Linked DNA regions of Hordeum vulgare: region 2 is linked to region 1. A link is a contact called in public Hi-C data. All regions are on one chromosome and are shown on one strand. Each heading gives the region's core, a stretch centred on a gene start, on an enhancer-like site or on the middle of the called end of the contact. The rest is flanking DNA. Distances are from core to core; before and after follow the strand shown.

Region 1 (7,063 bases), core at 2,650-5,149:
ACGTGGAGGCTATTGAGTAGTTAGGAGGATCCGTTGCTTATGTTTGCGCTAGCCTTCTTAAGGCAAACTTCTTTACTTATGTCTGTACTTAGATATTATTTGCTTCCATTGACTCGTGTGTATTCGAGCTTATGTATTCGATCCCTCAAGGCCCTGGCTTGTAATATGAAGCTTGCATGACTTTAATTTGTGTCCAGAGTTGTGTTGTGATATCTTCTCGTGAGTCCCTAATCTTGGTCGTATGCATTTGCGCGTATGATTAGCGTACGATCAAAATGGGGCATCAGAGCCACCACCCCCTGGGCGCACCTTGTTGGCTTGTGGGGCCCTCGTGTGGCCCCCGACCTTCTCCCCAAACTTTCAGGTCTTCTTTTGGTCTAAAAAAATCATCAAAAAGTCTCATGGTATTTGGACCCCGTTTGGTACTGTAAACCTGAAAAGCCAAAAACATGTAGAAAACAACAACCGACACTTGGCACTAGGTTAATAGGTTAATGCTAAAAATAATATGAATCAACAAATAAAATGCCCAAAGAGTATCCTAGAATAATAATATTATAGCATGGAACAATAAAAAATTATAGATATGTTGGAGACGTATCGAAAGGAGAAGGGGAGGAGTAGGAGGCGGGGACGACGTGCTAGTGCGGCCGCCGATGATGGCTAGCTGCTCACGGTCTCCCATGGACCGAGCAGAGGAGAGGGAGCTAGGGGCTACGGGCTGGTTGAACGGGAGTTGTTGCTCCTGTTGGCACGGGGGTGCAGGTAGGAGAGCGATCGCGTGAGGGGATTGATGGTGGCGCAGTGGAGGTTAGGTGTGCTCGGGAGTGTGGTGGCTTGCATGGTCGCGAGGTGGCTGTTGTGGTATGTCGATGTATTGGTCATGAGGGAAATTTAAGGAGCAGACCAGGTGAAGGTTTTCAGCTGGTTCGAGAGGGACCCCGAGAGAGAATAGAGTGGGTGGTGACATGACGAGATGGAAGGGACAAGAGCCCTGGAAATTAGGGTTCGGCTATTTAAATAGGTAGAGTGGCTAGTTAGGGGCTAAAAGGAACCATTCGATTTAGATCAGACGGTCAAGATAAATAGGATAGGGGACTCCAATAGAGAAATGGAAGATGTTTGGAAAAGGTCGGGGTTGATGCGGACCCATTGGTCGTGACCGTCGGGTTTGGGTCCGGGGGGAGTTTTCGGGCTAGGATGCGCGTGGGTCTATGAATTGTTCATAGAGGCTCAGTTTGAGATGTGAGGGACAACGGGCAGCCCGACAACAAGTTTTAGAACATGGTATATGTGTGACGTTTTACAGACTATAGTGTTGCTATAGGTTTAACCGTTCGGGTATCAAACGACATTCGAATGCGACAAAATTTGGTAGACGGTCTAACTACAATATATTAAGACCGCACTCCAACTTTCAAACCATTCCTTAAATGTTTTATTCCCACTTTAAAAATAATATTTAGAGATGTTGCGGGCGCGTGTGAGTGTGTTTTCTCTCGAAACCGTCAACAACGAGAACAAAGAGAACATGCAACTACGAACAGATGCATGTTTTAGAAAAAATAATGACAATGGAGTGCTGATGTAATGAAAATGTTGCGACGATGAACGTGACAATCGAATAAATAACACGATGATAATGGAATACATAAAAGGCATGTGGAGCGTCGGTCTCGGGTTGTTATACTCAATGTCTTAAGTTCAAGTCCTAGCTTCACAATTTATCCAAAATTATTGTTTCCCCCCTTTGCCCACATATATGCCTCTTGAGCCATATCTTCGAGTCTATCCATGTGTTGATTTTTCACATCACATGTAAGAGGGGGTGAAGTGTATATGTGAATTTTCTAGCCCTTCTCACGAGTTTAGAATTTTGGTTGCGTTGGCTAGTGCACGAAGCTTAAAACAATATCCGAGATCCAAGATCTTGAGTTCAAGTTTTGTCTTTCACATTTTATCAAAAAATTGTCGTTGCCCCCTTTGTCCACGTATAGGCCTCGTGAGTTTTAAATCTAAGTCTATCTACATGTTGACTTTCACGTCACACTTGAAAGGGATGTTGAAATGTTGAAATGTACATGTTGATTGCCTAGTCTTTTTATCAGTTTAGACTTTTGTTGCATTGGCTAGTTCATGAAGCTTAAAAATAATAAATCCCCATGCAACCAAGTTTGTCTTATATTGTAATGATACAGGAGATACTAAACTCAAAGGTCTCAAAAGATATGAAATCAAATGTATCTACCCCCTTTGTTCTATTAAGAGTAGAGAACCACCTCGAGTGAAAACATACCACTGTTTGCAAAAATAAACAATTGTGTTAGTGAGAAGTTGTGTTTTTATATTTAAAGTTAAGGAGGGGCAATGAACCAAGCTTTTCCCACTAATGCGAGAGCTAATCAACAACATTTTACTCATACTACAAATTTCATCTATGGGTCTCCACTAATAGCAACATTATGAGCAAGATACATATTTGAGCGATCTGCACTATCTAGTGTACTGACTTCTAAGATTTCAATACCATCAATCTTGTCATTTATATCACCATTATCGCTGCTAAGGAGGGACTGAATTGAGATATCATGGCTTCCACACTCAAAGCGTCGAAGCACCTGTCAAGTTTCTGTTTCTCGCGACAAACAATTCACCCTTTCTCCTTTTGATCACAATGTCGAGCGATTCAAGCAAGAGACCCGCTTTAAAATTTCCGTCGACGTTGAGCTTCACCCAACCCTTGGGAGGACGACTCCATCCGTCTCTCTTTGCTAATGTTTTTGGGAAACAAGCAAAAGTGCAGTTCATCGCTAGCACTTGGACAAACATCGCAATCATGTTCACATTTTATGTCAATTCCCCATTAGTTAATGTTCTTCTCCTCCACCAGAGACACCAAGCACGTGTCCTCGTTGTCTTATGGAAACTTGGAACGTCCATGATTGTTGTTTCCTATGGTGGAATGTTGATCCAATGTGTGAGAGCCACTTCATCCACATGATCCAAATCGCATGCTTGGTCAATAATATTCTTCTTTTCAAGGATTTCCCGTACGTCCTTAACTTTTTGGCAGCGAAAGACACTGTGTTTAACATTGTCTGATGTGCCCGGTTGCTAAAATCTCTCAACAAAGAAGGCTTTCTATGTAGAAGCTTCATAGAAAAAAATACTCTTGTACCCTCACGATATTAGTATATATTATTTATCGAAAAAAGAAAAAAAATACTCCCTCCTTCTTAATACTGCCTCCCTCTTTTTTTTCCAGTCGAGATGCCTCCCTCGTACGACGACGCCTGTAACAAACAACGTGCTAATTTTTCTGTGAAATCCTAATACGCCGAGCAAGTACAATAAGATGATGTAGTCGGGCTATAAGATTTAAAATAATGTACTTACAAACTAACGTAATACATGCCCCTAGACACTTTGTGAGATAAGATGATAAGCCTTATATCAATAAAGCAATGCTTATTTACATCTACCTATTATACTTGTCGATTATAAGCTTGGTTATAGATAACATATCAACATCATATAGTCAACAAGTGTACTATTAACCATACTCTAAGATATGGGAAATGAGGGAGTATCTTAGAACGGCAATGCAGTTTTCAAAGTTTCAGTGTGATAGTTAGTGAAGACATGACATGTAAAAATGGCGAGCAAAGAGATCAACGACAAAACCATTCGATTTTGAATAAGATACTTCCTGTATCTTAAAATAAGTGACTCTATTTTGTATTAAAGTTAATACAAAACTTAATCATTTTTAAGTCACTTATTTTCGGACGGATGAAGTATTTTTTTAGTAAAATTTCACAAATTTCATGATTCGAGCGGCATCCCATAAAATGTATGTAGTACTCCAATTTCCCACTTCGCATCCTTTTTCCCCTGAAGAATTAATCCACGACCCAACGGCGCTACCAGCCAACAGCAGGACGCAGGATACGAGTCCCTGTTCTCCCATCCTCTTCAGCTTTCTTCCTCCTCTCTCGCCTCTTTCTTTGTCCCGGATCCTTCCTTCGTTCCGCCAATTTCAGAAAATTTTGGCAGCCGGGCAAAAAATTGCTAGTGTGCTCAAACTTGAGGATCGGTAGCGGGGATAGGAGATGATCACGCGAGCAAAGCTGGTCGAACAGCTGCGGGAGCACCAGATCCGGTCGGCGCAGTCATACTCCGCGGCCCTCGCCGTCTTCTCCCCCAACCCCCACATCGCCTCCAGGTCCGGTTCCCCTCTTCTTGATTTCTTGTTTATGCTATCATCTGTTGCGATGCTCTTCAAATCCACGCGGTTTGGTTTCAACTGAATGACCCTTTTGGGCGCATCTTCGATTGAAAATGAGGATTGGTCGGATTCTCGCGGTATAGATTGCAGCTCATGTTGTGTAGTTTTGCTTTCTTGATCATACAGATCTTCTCTGATCTGTATAGCTCGTGGTCGCATTTTATTTCTTGGTTAGTTCTTGCCGGTGACGACAGGAAGGGATTTTAATTACCTTTATTATTTGGGAATTGTGTAATGTGGTCATGAGCAGATATTAATTGAGTGGGAAATACATAATCTTTTCTGCTAATTAGAGGTAAAAGCGTTCGGTTCTTGAGATACTCTGATTTCGGTGGTGAACCCGAAAGGCCCCAAACCCTCCTGCAACCCCTGCGTGGCCTTCCCTGGCGGCGGTGGTGGAACCCTAGCCGCGCCACGGAGGCCCCTTCCCCACCCCGCCCCACCTCCTCGCCGCCACCGTAGGAGTGGCCGGCGAAGCCGCGCCGGCTCCCAGGAAGGTGGCGGCAGGGCACCGCAGCTGGCCGGGCTCCATGCCGCCCCCCTCCCCCCCCTTTCCCATCAACCTCCTCCGCGCACCGGTGCCGGCGTGCCTCCGGCGGGTCCCCACCCCCTCCGCCCCCCGACCCTCGCCCGCCCCCTTCCTGTCGGGTTCCGGCTGCTCCTGGACTTCGTTGGCACGTCCTTCCCACTCCTCCCTTCTGTGCCAGATCCATGGCGACCGCCAGCACCCCTGCTGCCGGCGCCGGATCCCGGGAGGGCGGCGGTGGGGGTCCCCACCCCCTTTCGCCCCCGGCCCTTGCCCGCCCCCTTCCCGTCGAGCTCCGGCTGCTCCTGGACTTTGTTGGCACGTCCTTCCCACTCCCCCTTCCGCGCCAGATCCATGGCGACTGCCAGCACCCCTGCTGTTGCTGGCGCCGGATCCCGGGAGGGCGGGGCCGGGGCTTCTTGGCCGGCCTGGCTGGTCCTAGGGGCGCCGCGGTGGCGCTCTTCCCCCCGCGGGCTGCGACCATGGCTTCGGGCGGCAGTTCATCTCGGTGGTTGCCCGACGGCGGCTGCCTCCTGCAACTCGCTGGCCGGGTGTGTGGCATGCCCGTGAGCTCCCTTCACCGCCCCATACCTTGTAGGTGCGGCTTCGGCCCCGACGGCCATGGAGGACCCGCACCCTCCTCTGGTGTCCATGGTTGGCCGGTGCGGCTCCAGATCCGACACTCCCCGTGACCTAGCTGCATCTACTTCTGGCTCATCCGGCTTGTCGGTGTCTCGGCGACTCTGCAAACACCCCTTGCAGGCGTCCGTGGTTGTCCGACATCCACCCCAGTGTGGCTTCGACTCCGGTGTGCCTCTGGAGCTGCGTCCCTTCAAGCTCCTTCGGCTCGCTGGCGTCCCTGCAGCTCCAATCCCGGCGGCCCAGATCTGTGCTCCTCTTCAGATCTTGGCTCGTTCGGGTCTTCGGCCATCGTCGCACCCCTGCGTCCTTCTTCCCGGCTGCCCAACCCCGTCCACCTCCGTGTTTCGTTCGCCCTTCAACATGTTGGCTAGCTCATTCTTCCGGTAGCGCCCGATGCCTCCTTCGAGGCCAGGCGTTGCTCCCCTTCCTGCCATGGCGGTTCCGGCCTCCGACTCGACTTCCTCCTCCTCGACTATTGCTCCGACGGCTTGGGATCGCCCAGACTTGGGCAGGGCGAAATCCTTGCTCGACCTTTCGATGCTGGCAGCGGCGATACCCGCGGGTGCCTTTTCCTTGGAAGCGCTGCCATGGCCGTTTTCTGTGCCCCTCTTCGAGCATCAGGGGAAACCCTAGATCCTGGTTTGCGGATCGGATGACGATGGCGCCTCGGCGTCGTTCCCCTTCATGAAGGCGTCGTCTTGTATGCTCGTGGTGTCCTCAGTGGTAGTTTCGATGATGTTGTTCGTCTTGTTGGTTTGGTTTGGGCTGCGTCCCTGGGTGGCGAGCTTAGCCATGGTTCTTTTCTGTTTGGGCTGAGCATCCCATGTCCCTATGCTCCGGTAGCCATGTTCACGCCGCCTGCGTTTGTGTCATGTGTTGTACCACCCCTGTATTCACTCTTAACTTCTTCTATCAATGGAATGATACGCAAGATTTGCGTATTCGCGAAAAAATAGAGGTAAAAGCGTTCAGTTGGAGGCATAATAGCAAACAAAAGGCAGTGAATTCGAGGTTTTGTGAAGATCTGCTTTGAGTACTAGTGCTGCTGAAAAGTGCGCGCAATGACTGATGCCATCCTGGGGCATCATCTGCAGAGCTATAAGTTTATACAAGGCTTTACACGCATCAAGACGATTGCAAAGCTACTGTGCTTAGTTAGCATCTGGATAGAATTTGTGAATTGGAGAGGGGGGGGGGGCTTGAGCCTCTTGAAGCACCCCCCTTAGATTCGCCACTGCTCTCAAAGATGGAGTATAAACAGCAACACTGTTGAATAAGAACTTTCTGTAGGGTTTACATTGTTTGTCGGGTTTCTGTTGCTGAGCCAACAATGCTGCAATGGATGGATAAAAGGAAGAATAAGCTGAGTGCCTTCACTATCATAACTATATGAGTAAAACTTGGCACCGCCTGCATCAGACACACCTGCCCTAAGTCAAGGTTTGGTCTAAATCACTAGTTGTCCTCACTTGGCTGCTAACAGTCCTTGAACCTAGGTACTGTCCTGGCCCTAAATCGAAGGTCAAGCCGAGCCCAAGTCGCTTTACCGTGGGCTAGGCCATGCTAAGTTTCTGAAGTCTAACTTGCACCACTTACCCACTTAGATG
Region 2 (7,063 bases), core at 2,714-5,213, 780 kb after region 1:
GGCTTCGAGGTGACCTCAACCGTCTAGGATGCTCAAACACCCAAGAGTAACAAGATCCGCAAGGGATTGGTGGGGGAATCAACTTTTCTCTTGGTGGAAGTGTGGATCTAGGCCTTCTCAACCAATCCCTAAAGAATCAACAAGTTTGATTGGCTAGGGAGAGAGATCGGGCACTTTTGAGCTTAGGGAGCAACAATGGAGCTTGAGAGGGTAAGAGATAAGGTTCCACAGCTAGAAGAACCCTTTATATAGTGGGGGGGATCAGACCGTTTTCCCACTCTCTGCCCGAGATCCAGCGGTACTACCGCTGTCTGCAGCGGTACTACCGCTGGCACTCCAGTGGTACTACCGCTGACCAGGGGCGGTACTACCGCCGACTAGCGGTACTACCGCTGGACCCAGCGGTACTACCGCTGGACCCCTGGTAGTGCAAAAGCACTACCACCGCCAAGAAAGTCTTCGCAAAAAGGTCCGTCCACGAATTACCGCTAGGCATGCGGTACTGAGCTCCTGGAGCGGTACTACCGCTGACCAGGGGCGGTAGTACCGCCAGCCAGCGGTACTACCGCTGGCTGCAGCGGTACTACCGCTGGGGACCAATTTGCAAGGAGGAAAGAAACACAGTGGCGGGGGCCGCTCCAAAAATGAAGGTAAGGGAGAATATGTGAAGTGTGCGCGTGCAAAGATAGATTCCACCCAAACCTTTCCACTACGGATCCCCTCTTAATAGTACGGCTTTCCTATGACTCAAATAAAGAGAATCGTAGAAAGCGTCGTGATTCCGTTCCATGAATGAGGAGACGAGTCGTCTTGTGTCGTTGACGTGTGTTATCTGAAACCTTAACACACACGGTTAGTCCTTTACGGTACTGTCATCAATCACCAAAATTACTTAGGCATAAACTATGCCCAACAAGCGTGATGTTGTCGAAGACAAAAAATTGTTCGGGAAGAAGGTCTCCCATAGCCAGTGATGTCGTCAATCCAAAGATGTGCCATCAAGCTGTTTGGACCACCAACTGGGACCTGCATGGGCCACCATTGATGGAGCTACATCCGACAGATCTCGGGCAGGGGACCCCAATCTGATGATCTTAACTTGATGGTAACAGGACGAACGAGAGACATGATGTTTACCCAGTTTCATACCCTCTCAAAGAGGTAAAACCCTACGCCTTGATTCTCTTGTATTAATTGTGTTGGAGTAGATAGTACATAATGATCTACCTCAAGATCGTATGTATAAATCTAACTTAACCTATCTCTATGCGCTAAAACCAAAGAAAAAAGTACAAACAAAACTAAAAATAAAAAATAAACTGAAAATATTCACAACAAAAAGAATAAAGGAAATCACGTCCCACGCATGTGATGGGATCAATTAGTCAGACCGATTGCATGCCGCCAATCCACACAACATGGATTGCTTTCGAAGTCCATGGATGCCTGCATAACATCTATCTCACCACATCCAACCATAACTTCTCCAATTTTTTAGGGGGCTCGGTACTCCTTTCTAATTATACTCACCCATAAAACTATCCTTAATTATACTCACCCACCCAAAAACCCATCCATGTTAGGTTATATGACGACTTTGATACTGAAGCATGCATGACAATGTAAGGAAGCATTATATATTATGCATGAAGCAACTAAATGCCACATAGAATTTGCCAACAACCATGGTAATATCTATGACTCTGCAAATTGTTTGCAACATATGTGCATTATGTTTCTATCACACAACAACAAGAAAATCATCGACCGAGAAAAAGGTTAATTATTCGAGAGCCCATATGGTGCTTCCTTGTGAGAAATGTTGCATAATCTAACTACTTTATTTCGTTCGCATGAAAAAAATGCTTCCGTCAAACCAACTAGGTATAGTGATTTATTACCTAGAAAACAAAACATGATTTATGGGATTTATACCCCAGAAACCAGGGACTAGTTTTCTAAATTTTTGGAAGCTTTCATGGTTCTTTCGTACACGCTATAACCATAAAAGATACAACGTTGTTGGCTCTAGTTTACTATCCCGTAAACAATCGAGAGAAACCCACCACACCTTTCTGGAGTGGCTTGGTAGAAATTACACATCAATAGTCTGGTCGCTAGCAGTTTTCAAGAATAAAAAAGGTATTTTAGCACAATAATTTTGCTGACCTAATTGGTTACCCTGGAAAAATAAACCAAGAGGTTTGGGGTTCAAATACTATATCTCACATCTATTTTTGACGCATCTATTTTTTACGTTTGAAAAAAAAGAGCCAGGCCGAAGATGGAGGGGTGTAACAGGTGTGTACGCCTACAACCCATACATGCCACTTATGGATGTGAATATACCTTATGGTCAAATGACCATACCACTCTTATATGATTTGTGAGGGAGGGGGAGGAGGGTTTACCGAAGCAAGCGTCAAAAAATATATTAAAAATAACATAGGTGAGAAAGCGATAATAAAAATTTAAAAGATAACATAGGCGATAACAAAAAAGGAAAAGCTAATGCTCTATCGGTTGATTGCATCAGAAAATCTGCCACCTGTACAGTCGTTGGATCGTCCTTGATCCATGCGACCTCAAACATGCTCATACACCTTCGTTCTTTTCTTTGCACAAGTTTTTGCAACATCAGCTATGTTGCACAAAATAATTGCAATAAAATCTCTGTTGCATTTTTTTTTCTACAAGAACTTTGTTGCAAAAAATATCCCGCAACACAACCGATGTTGCAAAAAACATTTCGCAACATAACCTATGTTATAAAACAATCTACATGTGTTTCGGCGACATGATCCTTGTTGGAGAAAATATTCTATAGCAAATTCTATTGCAAAAAAATCTACGGACATTTACGCAACATGCTCTCTGTTGCACTTTTTTTACAACATAATCTATGTTGCAAAAGACCCATCAACCACTTTTTAACACTAGATATGGTGGCTAGCGCCCCGACCGATCCTTTGAAAAGATCGGCCGACGGACGCGTAGCAGCGTGCTTGTTTCTGTAACTGAAACGTTTGTTTCAGGATTTTATGTGGTAGGCGGAGGCGACCGAGTTGGTGATTGGACGGTAGACGCGCGTACATCGAACGACTAATCGGATGGCGGATAATTACTACAAAACCATCGATGGACGTCTAGTAGTCCCCTAATAAAAATTTGAAAGAAAATGAAATTAAGAAAATTGAGTAAGTAATACTCCCTCCGTTTCAAAATTCTTGTCTTAGTTTTGTCTAAAAATGAATTTATCTAAATACTAAAACGTGACTAGATACATTCATATCTACACAAATCTAAGAAAAGAATTTTGAAACGGAGTAGTATTTATATAAGCAGTTCAGAAACCTTGTAGAAGGTTTTAGAAACTACTCTAGAAAAAAAGATCGTGAATCTGTAGAAGGTTCCTAAAATCCCTAGAAAACTGCCCAAAATAGCTATGCTTAGCTACTATAATGGGCTCAGGCACACCGAGCGCTTTGCCTAGCTCGTCTCTGCGAAGCTCCGTCAATTTAACATAGAATGGTTTCTTAGAAATAAAAAGTAAAATAACGTAGAATGCAGCAAATAGGGAATTCCCTGACGCGCACCGCGCCATAAGATATCCCTTTCGAAAACGTCCACAAGCCCGTGTATGTATGTGTCGACTGCATACACGGCCCAGTTCTTAAAAAAAAGAAAGCATACACGGCCCAGTCCTAGACAGGTACGGCCGCAGCCAATCACCGTCAACGGTCACGCTGCCCACAGGTCCGGACCGGTTGTCTGCGTCCACAGCGGATCCGGTGCGCATATGACGCAAGCAATGACGTTTAATGCGCGCAAGTTGCGGCATACCGGTCCGTTCCAGCTGTCACAGCCAATCAACACGTGCCACGCGTGGCGCATCTCGCCCGTCCAAAGCCAACTACCCCATCCCGACCGTCCACTTCGGCCTACCAGACGATAAATACCTCTCCACCGCATATCCTCCTACCGCACCAGAAAAAAACCTAGCCGCGTTCTCCTCCGCGGCACGCAACCATTGTCCCCTCTAGATGTAGAACACGCCTCGTCCACGGACCCAAACCTCTAGATCCAGCCTCCTGGCCTCCAGTTTCCTGATCGAATCCGCTTCGATCCCTGGGCAAGGTGAGGTCCGCGTCCATGATTTATTCGAATCAACCGTTTGCTATCTGACTCGCAGATTTCTCCTTCTGATCGGTGAGCTGAGCTTGCGGCGATCTTGGAGCAAACACGCGAGGGAGCTGGATCTGCGCACGAACATTCCGATCTGCTAGGCCGGCGTCTCGGATCTGTTGCTGGTGAGTAGCTTCTCCCGTGCATATCATCCTTTGAGCATGGTTTGATCCGTGTGTTCTGACGTTCTGTGCCCGTTTGACCTGTAGATTTGATGCTTCACGACGGATCAGGCTGTTCCCGGCGGTCTCGAGCTGGCGCGGCGGCGGGCGAAGAGTTTTCTCCGGCAAGTTCGTGGGATCTCGTCTGCCTCCACCTCGTGCGACAACGGCTCTTGTATTGATAATTATTCGATGATATTTCGATAATTATTAGATCTAAGAGATCGGAGGTGGCGTAAGGTAAGAGCATGTAACAAGCGAGGTGCTTGTGGTGAGGGGAAAGGCTGAAAAAAAGAGATGTGAACATCTAGAGGCCTTTGCCATGTTGGGTGCGCTCGCATGGCAGGCCACCACCGTAATAAAGATGGTTTTTGTGTCTCGGGGGGAGATCGCACGGGGGTTATCTTGTTTTAGCCCCGGGTTCTCCCCCCTTGTGTGCTGGTGTGCTCCTTTGTCTGCACCTCTCCTCTGATCCGACTACATGGCACAACGTTCTACCTGCGCGAATCGGTCATGGAGCTACGACGAAAGGCCAAAGGTACAATTGATAATTTACATACAGCTGGACCATACATGAGCTTTGACAAAGTCGTAATTTCATTCATGTCGTCATATCTTTACATACATGAATTCGCTATTGGTTGAATCCGGTAGTTGCACCATATAGAGAAACTGTCCGGCACATCTTCACATACAAGAATTCGTAATTGCTTGAATCCAGTAGTTACACCATTAGAGAAACTGTCCGGCACATCACCAGAAATCTGCACGTACAAATACAGCCGGTCCAACACTTTATTCATTTACTAATCCATTGAGTCCACCACAAATCTGTCGAAACATAACAAAATCATTTGCATTATAATTACATCGCCTCTTTTTATGAATATGGTTGGCAAAATTGTGTTTATTTGTATGATATTCTGAACTAAATTGAAGTATGATACTTATGTTTGGAAGGTTCATATTATTATTCACAAGATCTGTAGTAGACCTTTATTCTTGTGGTCATCTGGTTCATTTTGTAAGCTTTGTCTTAATGTAAGATAATTTATGTAGCTTGAACAGCTGTATGTGGGTTTGTATTAGTACCCAAATGAAGCCTCCAACAATCTGGTCTAAGACGCCTGGAACTTCTATCATTGGAGCTTCGTCGGCTTAATGGAGAGTGTTTTGATTCTGGAAGTTTGGTGAATGCTTTCCAAAGTGAATATCCAGCAGGAGGCTGGCTAATATGTATTTTGCCTACAAACATGGCAAATCATTTGTGAAGTTGTTGTGTCATCCTTTAGAAGTAACTGCATTACATATATTTGTCTCTGTTGTTAATCATAATTTCAGGACGGTTTATTTTGTGGATCTTCATTCCAAAATATGGAAGCAGCAGTTATGTGTTTTGGTTATACCATATCCATTGTTTTGTGTCAGCATTAGTTGTATATATTTTAGTTGGTCAGTTTACATTGTTAACTCATTAGTTTCTAGCTTGTATTCTTTTGCTTATTACACGTTGTTTACGTAATTGAATTTTATAGGTATAATATAATATTTAACAACGTTGAGAAATTTTGCCAAAAATTCGTGCTGTAAGTTTTATAGAGATATTCATTTTTGCTGGTAGTGCTGTTCTGGATCTTTTCTCTGTCTGAGAGATCTCTGTGGATGCTGTTCGTAAGTTCAGATTCCGGATGGAAGGTGGTTCAATTCCACCAAGATTCTTTAGCTGTCTACTCCCGTTCCTAAATATAAGTCTTTGAGATGGAGTCTACATAAGAAGAAAATTGAATGAATAAAATTGTACTAGCTCTGTATAAAATTGTACTAAGCTTAAGACACTTATTTTAGGGAGTAATATTTAATCAATATCACTATGTAGTTCAATAGTGGAAATAAAAGACTTATATTTAGGAACGGAGGGAGTAATATTTAATCAATCGATATTTCATTGTTTACGTAATTGATTCGTTTTAAATCAACTGCACACCCGCACTAGCCCCTCATGTTCTTTTTAGTCTCCACATTAGTTTTGTAGGAGTACTTCGGCCAAATTGTTTAATTAACGTTCACCTTGCCAAATTAATATTGTGATACCAACATGAAGAAGTTATGAACAATCACCAACCAAACAGTACAATATCAGTTCGGCTCTTGAATGCTTTTAATTAATATAATTATAATTTTGCATCTTTGGTAATCTATGCTATGTGAAATTGCTCATTCAGTTATCCTTTACGTATGTGTTTCAGGTTTCCAAACAGTACAATATCCGTTCTGCTCATGGTTGCTTTTAATGAATAATAATTACAATTTTCTTTCTGGGGATGCCAGCTTTAACATACTATTTGGGATATGCAGCAGCCGCAGCACCCGCCATACCTGATCGTGAGAGCTGAGCTCTCCCAGTAAAACTATGATATTGGAGGAGTTGGGCCAATAAAAGCCCAAATAGACCTTTCAGCTATGGAACGAGAAGGTTTTGCTTCATAAGGTATAACACACTGTAGGCAAGAGTATCATAAAATATATTGGCATACGTGTCATAAAATATGTTACTTATTGTCATACATGACATATTGTAGTATAACATTCAATATGATACGATGTCATGTTCATTTAATTATATGTTATATTTTTTAAAATTGTAGTTGACATACATGATAGTGTAGTTGTTATAGTTGACATGCATAATACTCCCTTCGTTTTAAAATATAATACCT

Evidence for each region. Hi-C and Micro-C count contacts between places; a contact is called where the count stands out from the background.
Region 2: a contact with region 1 is called in a Hi-C map of leaf, with 1.9 times the contacts expected there. The contact joins the promoter of LOC123449234 here to the promoter of LOC123449232 in region 1. A contact is called at or near these places in 2 of 6 Hi-C or Micro-C datasets (leaf and seedling) and 1 of 1 datasets of contacts at active chromatin or transcription factors (embryo).

What each region holds. Positions count from the first base shown.
Region 1 is chr4H:516,894,850-516,901,912 of MorexV3_pseudomolecules_assembly, forward strand. It overlaps LOC123449232, which reads left to right and starts at 3,900. Exons shown (of 2, transcript XM_045126373.1): 1 at 3,900-4,225. The coding sequence starts at 4,113.
Region 2 is chr4H:517,672,594-517,679,656 of MorexV3_pseudomolecules_assembly, forward strand. LOC123449234 reads left to right here and starts at 3,964. Exons shown (of 5, transcript XR_006631975.1): 1 at 3,964-4,310; 2 at 4,395-4,884; 3 at 5,406-6,834.